Regions from separate parts of the Mus musculus genome. Here regions 1 and 3 are each linked to region 2. Evidence: chromatin contacts called from public HiChIP or PLAC-seq and promoter capture Hi-C data. All regions are on one chromosome and are shown on one strand. The core of a region is the stretch at or near the end of the contact, and the rest is flanking DNA. Distances in the headings are between cores, read along the strand shown.

What was found. HiChIP or PLAC-seq counts read pairs in DNA pulled down with a chosen protein or histone mark. Capture Hi-C pulls out chosen DNA fragments and counts their contacts.
Region 1: a promoter capture Hi-C map of adipose tissue shows a contact between it and region 2. The contact joins the promoter of Il10 here to the promoter of Mapkapk2 in region 2. A contact is called at or near these places in 1 of 39 promoter capture datasets (macrophages), 1 of 15 datasets of contacts at CTCF or cohesin (CD8 T cells), 2 of 484 Hi-C or Micro-C datasets (natural killer cells and nephron progenitors), 7 of 115 datasets of contacts at active chromatin or transcription factors (CD8 T cells, the SCID.adh cell line, bone marrow-derived macrophages and 3 more) and 2 of 9 other capture datasets (adipose tissue and pancreatic islet).
Region 3: an H3K4me3 HiChIP or PLAC-seq map of the SCID.adh cell line shows a contact between it and region 2, with 21 read pairs. The contact joins the enhancer-like site here to the promoter of Mapkapk2 in region 2. A contact is called at or near these places in 5 of 39 promoter capture datasets (the HPC-7 cell line, embryonic stem cells, liver and 1 more), 4 of 484 Hi-C or Micro-C datasets (CD4 T cells, CD8 T cells, natural killer cells and 1 more), 14 of 115 datasets of contacts at active chromatin or transcription factors (the 230-238 cell line, CD8 T cells, the HPC-7 cell line and 6 more) and 4 of 9 other capture datasets (adipose tissue, liver, macrophages and 1 more).

The regions. Positions count from the first base shown.
Region 1 is chr1:131,018,443-131,021,142 of GRCm38.p6, forward strand. It overlaps Il10 (interleukin 10), which reads left to right and starts at 1,403. Exons shown (of 5, transcript NM_010548.2): 1 at 1,403-1,634; 2 at 2,522-2,581. The coding sequence starts at 1,470.
Region 2 is chr1:131,096,482-131,099,181 of GRCm38.p6, forward strand. It overlaps Mapkapk2 (MAP kinase-activated protein kinase 2), which reads right to left and starts at 1,362. Exons shown (of 10, transcript NM_008551.2): 1 at 808-1,362. The coding sequence starts at 1,044.
Region 3 is chr1:131,203,281-131,205,980 of GRCm38.p6, forward strand. The region is part of intron 2 of Rassf5 (Ras association (RalGDS/AF-6) domain family member 5); the gene reads right to left. Among named protein-coding and RNA genes, the nearest start is that of Gm28913, 40 kb to the right of the region's middle. Within about 2 kb of position 1,386, at least 41 of the 459 cell types and tissues checked have an H3K27ac peak or open chromatin away from gene starts, as enhancers often do. A contact at or near this core is called in CD8 T cells, the SCID.adh cell line, double positive thymocytes and 1 more, where this site is marked.

The DNA of each region.
Region 1 (2,700 bases), core at 153-2,652, 78 kb before region 2:
AAACAGAAATCAAAAGGGAAGGAGAAAGTGAAAGGGATGGAGGCAGCTTGTCCCCTTCCCTGTGCTTGCTGCTGGTAGAAAACTCAGCCTGGAACTGACCGGAGCAGCAGTTCTTGAGTCAATTCCATTCCAACTTCTAGAAGATTCTTTTCCCGTCGAAGAGTGTCAGGAGGAGAGGCCAGACCCCCTTGATCCTGATCTGCCAGCCACTGCATCAGATAAGACGAGATAACCCCGAGTTCCTGTTCTACCAGCCCTGGTGTGGTAACCCTCTCCAATGGGGCAGGCTTGGAACCCTGTGCCAACGAAGATCCTCCCCCGTACTGATGCAGGAAGGACAGCCCGGGAGTGTACCCTCTACATGGGTCTACTTTTATTTAAGCAAACATTCCCTGGTCAACAGGACGTGTAGCATTGCCCCCCCCCCTTGGGTCACACAGAAAACAGGTACCAGGAGGACAAGTAGTTGCTTGCCCAGGGTACAGAATGAAAGGCAATAGGGGACTCTAGGCGAATGTTCTTCCCACCCAAACTGAGGTAGTAGGAGAAGTCCCTACTGAAGGGAAGGTCCAGACATAATCAAAGGACTACCAGAGATCTCCCAGGTATCTGTAGAAGTACTAACATCTCCATCCTTCAACAGCTACAGGTTACACGTCTCCAAGGCTGGGACATTGTAAAACAGGGCCATGGTAAGGTCTACCCGACAGCACAGAGCAAGCCTCCCAGAAGTCTGAGTTCCTTCTCCTAACTTCTCATGCTGGGATCTGAGCTTCTTCGTGAAACACGGGGCAGAGGAGGCACCAGAACTCTCCTCTGACCAACTGCCCCACAGCACACATATCCTCAAAGGATAGTCTTGAATACGTGATGGAAGAATTAAAGAGAGTGAGGTCTGAAGAAAATCAGCCCTCTCGGGGTTTCCTTTGGGTAACTGAGTGCTAAGGTGACTTCCGAGTCAGCAAGAAATATCGGACGTTCAACCCAGGTTGAGTGGAGGAAACAATTATTTCTCAATCCTAATATGTTCTGGAATAGCCCATTTATCCACGTCATTATGACCTGGGAGTGCGTGAATGGAATCCACAGATGAGGGCCTCTGTACATAGAACAGCTGTCTGCCTCAGGAAATACAACTTTTAGTATTGAGAAGCTAAAAAGAAAAAAAAATTAAAAGAGAGGTAGCCCATACTAAAAATAGCTGTAATGCAGAAGTTCATTCCGACCAGTTCTTTAGCGCTTACAATGCAAAAAAAAGGGAAAGGAAAAAAAAAAAGAAAGAAATTAAACTCAAAAATTGCATGGTTTAGAAGAGGGAGGAGGAGCCTGAATAACAAAAACCTTTGCCAGGAAGGCCCCACTGAGCCTTCAGTATAAAAGGGGGACCAAGAACAGGAGGTCTACATTTAGAGACTTGCTCTTGCACTACCAAAGCCACAAGGCAGCCTTGCAGAAAAGAGAGCTCCATCATGCCTGGCTCAGCACTGCTATGCTGCCTGCTCTTACTGACTGGCATGAGGATCAGCAGGGGCCAGTACAGCCGGGAAGACAATAACTGCACCCACTTCCCAGTCGGCCAGAGCCACATGCTCCTAGAGCTGCGGACTGCCTTCAGCCAGGTGAAGACTTTCTTTGTAAGTATGAGCTCGCCTAGCCTTTCTTCCTGCCATCACCTGAAATATGCATTCTGATGGAACTGCAAAAATAGCTCTCCTTCTCCTCCTCCTTCTCCTCCTTCTCTTTCTCCTCCTCTGCTTTCTCCTCCTTCTCTTCCTCCTCCTTCTCTTCTTCCTCCTCTCCCTCTTCCTCCTCCAGCTCTTACCTCATGCTGCTCCTCCCCTATTTCCAGCACCTATTACCCTTAAACTTAAATCTAGAGAGTCCTAGGGAAAGCCATGAGTTAAACTAAACCCAGGCACATCCGAAAAGCTAACTAGGAGGTGAATGCATTGTCTCTCCCATGCTCAAGAACTTTCTGTTAAGTTTCCAATAAGGCTCCATGTTTTGCTGGCTAGGACAAAAGTCTGTGGTCTCTGCGTAGTCTCTAGATCTGGGGGACAGAGGTTTGGGGGTTTGAAGCAGCACCAGCATAGAGAGCTTGCATTACAAAAGTATTCCCCTTTCAGAGCTCCTGGAACTGGTATGGAGGTCCAAAGAAGGCAGAGAGCTATGCAAAACAGGCTTTCTATAAGGGACTCCAGAAAGGAAGGGTTGACACAGGTGCTCTTGAAACCTGATCTGACTCATCTGAAAGAAGACCGGGCCTGGGTCTAACTTCTCCCAGTCAGTTAAATTCAGTCAGAAGTTTTTAAAAACAACTGGATCCCAAGAGGAAGGACTTTGATTTAACTCCGGGCTCTAGCACTGTCAAATCCTGTTCTTAAAACTCTCCTTTCCACAGTTGCCAGGGCATTTGAATTGATTACAAATTCAAAACTCTACAAATGGAAAAGTATTCAAATGACATGCACATTGGGTATTTTCCCCAGTCCTTGCATTCACGTTCTTTATGTTCTTCCAGCAAACAAAGGACCAGCTGGACAACATACTGCTAACCGACTCCTTAATGCAGGACTTTAAGGTAAGAGTCCGGTGGGTGCTGGGGAGCGACCAAGCGATTAGGGACGGGACGGGAGGTGCTGCTTGTGACAGCAGAGCTGGGTCTGATGCCTTGACTTTCAAAAAGAGAAGTGAGAAGAC
Region 2 (2,700 bases), core at 112-2,611:
ATTGAGACACCCCAGGAGAAAGAAACCTGACAAGTGACCTTTAGAGATATGGTGTAACCTGAAACCCTTGAGAGAAGAAAACTTTGCAGTGACCCTGAATGACAGCCTTCCCTGCTTCACTTGGACCTTTTGAAATCCCCATTCTCCACTACCACCGACAGAAGCAGAGACGGGTAGACCCACAGAGATTAAGAGTGGGTTTCCCAAATGCAGGAATAGTATTTCCTGCCTTTGAGTCTCCGGCTACCAGGGACCAGTGTACCAGCACTAGGCCAAGCCTGGCTTACAGACAAGGTTTCCTACGGTGGAGGGAGCAATGGAAACAGCCCGGCGCAAGCCTAAGGGGCAGCGCAGGCCAGGCGCTGGCGGTTCCAGACGATCGCGGGGCACGGAGGCGGGGTCCCCAGTCTCCAGTGCCGCGCCGCTCCGCGCCGACGCGCCCCACCGCTGCGCGCCGACCTCGCGAGGCCGAGGAGAGCGAAGTCACATTCCGGCTCCCAAATAAGGAGTAGGGTTAAGGAAACCTCAGAGAGCGAACTTCTCCAAACCGACCGACCAACCAGCTCAATGAGTAAAGGGCCTTTTGTGCCCGCAGAAAGGAAGGAGGGAGGGAGGACGAGGCCACCGTGTCCTCGGCGCCGGGTAAAGCGAGCAGAGGCCGTCCGGGTCCCAAGAGTGGCCACCAGGCTGGATCCCACTCACACCCCAACATGGCAGTCCCCGTGAGTCCTCTCGGGTGCCGGCCACTCGCGGGGTGACCGGAAGCTGCACCGGATCTCAGCGCGATCCCGGGCGGCCCAGACTTACCTTTAGGGCGAATTTTTGCTGGGTTCTCTTGTCGAAGATCCGCAGCACCTTCCCGTTGATGCCCAGGCCAAGCACTTGGCTGGTGACCTTGTAGTCGTCGGTGATGGCGTTCTTTCGGATCTGCAGGCCCGACTTGACGTGGAACTGGGGGAACGGCGGCGGCGGCTGGGCCGGGGCTGGCGGTGGAGGGCTGGGGAAAGGCGCCGGCGGAGTCTGGCCCGGAGAGCCCGACAGCATGGTGCCCGGCGACTCGCGCGCAGAGGCAGGGGCCGCGGCCGCCCCCTCCTCCGGCTCGGGCCCGGGTCCCCGCCACGCCCCGCCCGGCGGCGAAGTTTGCTCCGGGCTGGAGCCGGCTGCCCCGCCCCGGCCCGGCTCCAGGCTCGGCTGGTCGCGGGGCCCCGTGGGTCCCGCTGTGCGCCGCGGGCGCCCACCAGCCCTGCTCCCTCCCCCCGGAGACGTGCGCTCCGGGGAACGCGGGACGGCAGGGCCCGGCCGGAGGAATCGCCGCGCCGAGAAGTACCAGCCCGGGGGCGGCGGCCGCGTCACAGGCTGCTCGGCGTCCTGGGCTAGTCCTTAAAGGGGAGGATCGAGGGTGGGGCTTGACTGGGAGGCGTGGACATGGGGGAGGGGTGGGCCTTAAAGGGGAGGAAGTCCAGTGGCGGGAGAGCTTAGGGACTGCGAGCAAGCGGGCTTGTGGAGGGCATCGAGACATCCTAGTTCTTAACCCGGGCCGGGCAGAGGGGAAAGGGAGGAGGGCAAAAGAAAAGCTGCTGGATAGTTCAAACAAAACCCTCACTCCTCCAGCTGCTTGGATCTAGAAGACAGGTCATCGGAGAATTGGAGGAGATGTATTTTGAAAGAAACGGATAATTGATAAGAATCTTTCTACGTGGACTCTGTGGGTGGGGGGTGAGGGGTACCCGAGCAGAGCGAGAATCCGGGGGCCAGGACTGGGGGAATAAGAGAGACTATTCATCCTAGGATCAGGTGTCAGGCAATAGTAACAATTTCCTTAACATACTTGTGAGTTTTACTTTTTTTTTCTCTCATGGACTTACTGGTTTTCACTGAGAAGAATGTACTACTGTGATACCACGAACAATTTAATTATTATGAATTCGAACATATTTTTATATAAACCCAAAATGACCCAAGATGGAATGGGGCACTCTAGCCACCTGTTATCCCGGCTATATGCAGGAGACTGAAGCAGGAGGATAACAAGTCACAGGGCCAGCCTGAACAACAAAGACAGACTCTGTCTTAAAATACCCACAAACTTCATGTCTCTCTGGGAGGTACACTTATACATTTGTGTTCTTAATTCATTGCGATTATAGAGCAAGGGGAAGGGCTGGGAAATGGTTCTAGAGTTGGGGAAATGGTCCCTGCGGCCATAGCCAATAAGTAGTCCTGAAGCAACCTAGTTCTAGTACAAATCTCTGGGCCTAACTGGCCTGTAGCACTGCTGAGATCCACAAGGGTTTGACTGTTACAGCAGTTAAGAAATGAGACAAAGGAACAAGATAGATACAAAGCTCTGGTTTACTTACTAATACAGACAAATTAAAGATGAGACCTGACCCATGGTCACACAAAGTCTTTAATATGTCCCAACAAAACTCTGGAGACGAGACAGTGCCCTGAGAAAAGGGCGTTGGAGACATAGCCCAGGATGGCAAGACTCATTTGCTGTTCCCTGTTTAGATTTCCGGAAGATACTTGTTCCAAGGAAGACAGAGATGAACAGGTGGAGGACTGTAGGCCCCCTCTTGAGATCCAACTCACTATGGATCAAGGAGACAAGCGCTTTTTCAGTGCTCAATACTTCTCGCTCATCCCTGTGGTGATAATTCTAACTGGGGGGGGGGGGGGGGGGAGGGGGATAGATGC
Region 3 (2,700 bases), core at 136-2,635, 110 kb after region 2:
GGAGTGGAGGAGCTTGGGTGGCAGAATTCAAACTTATAAGGGGTAAGCCACAGAACATGGGATCTGCCTTATCATGCCCATGGGGCCAGGGACAGGACTGGGCCCAAAGTGTGCCGTGCAGAGCCCTACCTGCACCACGCAGGTTGTGAAACCCTTGGTGAACGGTGAGTGGCCCACTCCCCTGACTCAGGGCCAGGCAATGAAAGACATGATGCTAGGCTGTCCTCCTGGTTCACACGTCATCCTAATAGGAGATCACAGCCCTTGTCATATTCATCCTGGGGTTCAGCATGTTCCAGAAAAGCAGTGACACTGGGGGGCAAGGACTAGTGTGTTTGCCTGCATATGTCTGCACACCACCTATGTGCCTGGTGCCCCTGGAGTCCAGGTGTTGGAGTCTTTGGGACTGAAGTTACAGATGGTTGCTGGCTGCCACTGGACAGTCAGGAACCTAACCCAGTACTTCTGGAGGAGCCAGTGCTTTTAACCTCTGAGCCACCTCTCCTAACTCAGCCCCAGTGTCTGAGCGAGGGTTTCTATTGCTGTGAACAGACAGGCACCATGACCAAGGCAACTCTTATAAAGGACAGCATTTAATTGGGGCTGGCTGACAGGTCCAGAGATTCAGCCCATTACCATCAAGGCAGCAGCCACAACCAAGTTCCCTCCTTACAGCTGTGCTAAATTTGACTTGCATTCCCAGAAGCCATCCTTCCTTCTCGTGTTCTCTCTGTTTGTCAAAATCTTCTTCTGGGGGTCAGGGAGACAGCTCAGTCAATAAAGGGCTTGTCACACAAGCACGGAGACCTACGTTCAACCTCCAACACCAATATAACAAGCCTGGCATGATGCCACGCACCTATGTTCCTGAACCAGGGAGAAGGAAACAGGAGGGTCCTCTGGGCCTGTTGGCCAGCCAGGCCAGCTGAGTCACTGAGTGTTAGGGTTAATGTCATGAGTGGCCAAGGAAGGTATCTGATGCCCTTCCCAGGCCTCTCGTGCACATGCACACGCATACATGAGCATTCTATGTATACTCCCCTGCACATACCACCCCAACACACAGAAATAAGGTAAATAGCATTCTTGAGGAATGGGCATTGAGGCTGTTCTCTGGCTACCACATGCATACATACATAGATGTATGTGTTCAACACACACACACACACACACACACACACACACACCCCTTCCTCTGTCCTCTGCTTCCTGTCCCCCAGTGATGACCACACGTCCCACACCTTCCTCAGAAGCATCCTTTCCCAGATGTCTTATTTAGGTTCAATCTTAAGACCGCTATCTCCCGTCCCTGGGGTGGCATTTCTGAGCATGACATGGGGCCATGTAAAGCAGACTACTCAGTTTTTCCACAGACGATTTCCTGTCTTACAAGATAAGCATCTGTATACCATTTAGGTTAGACTCACTCGAGATTCACTTTCTCGGAGACACTAGCCCACACCATGCTTCTCTTGCTTGACTGCCAGGCTAAGAGCTCCGACAGAGTCTGGATGCATATAGACTGTGAGTTCGGTTGGATTAACTCAGCCACCCACACCAAAAAGCTGAAGCCCTGAAGAGCTCATGATCAGGCTGGGGTCAGGTCTAGAATCTGTGCCCTTGTTGTCCTTTCATGAAACTAGAGAACAGGAGCGTTTCTGTTCAGCAACTTTCTCCCTCAGGTCCCCCATCCAGTGTGCGGCTAATCTTGTAGAATCTGGGGTGGGGTGGCCTTCTACTGTGAGATTTTAGCCCTCATGGTACTACCCACAGAAAGGAAGGTCCTGCTGCCATGCACCTCGGGGCTTCGGGAATGACCATCTTGGAAGCCCACTGCTCACAGGCTGTGGGGAGCACAAAGAAATGTCTCAGGGACTCCCAAGCTTTTCGGGGGACAGAATTGGAATTCCATCCCTTTTTAGAGGCAGGCTCTCAGGTACTATACTGTTTTGAAGGTATCTGGCTCTGGCACGGCAAGAATGAGTTCTCCCTATGCCGGGCAAAGTGGCCTTGGGAGGCTCCTGTGTGGAAGGTCCTGGGTGCAGGAGAATTGTTAGGTCAGGTAGAACTGCTGGCTCTGAAATGGTAGGGAATTGACAGACGCCACGGCACAGGGTATGCCAAGTGTAGCCAGAGTCAGGTAGAGAGAGTTGGCTCTCCTGTGGCACATGTGGACGGGCTGGCACCTGTCTGGCCACTTCTGGAATTCACTGGGAGAAAGACGAACCATTCCTTCTCTAGGAAACGAGTCAGGACAGAAACATAGGCTAAATTGTAATCATGAGAACCAAGAAAGCAAACGCTGAAGAGACCGGGTGGGAATCTGATGCAGTCTGTTCCCTCGCTTCCCAAGTCTGCCAGGAGAGACTGGGCTGGATCTCTGCCTTTTCCACATTCATGCGAATGTTCACAAGCTAGAGGTGGCAGATCACCTCCACTTTATGGTGGACAGAGGATGGTGGTAGTAACTGCCCCAAGGAAACAGAGAAAACAGCAACAACAACAACAACACCACCTCCAAAAAGACCAAAGAGGTAAGCTGTAGAACAAATGCAGAGAGCCAAACAATAATATATGTAAGTGGACTCCTCCAGAGGAAAGCAGTCAGAGGGTGGAAAAACCTGAAGAAATGCCTATAAATTTCCCAATTTTGAGGGCAACATAAATCCACACAGCCAACAAAGCGAATGAACCCCAAGC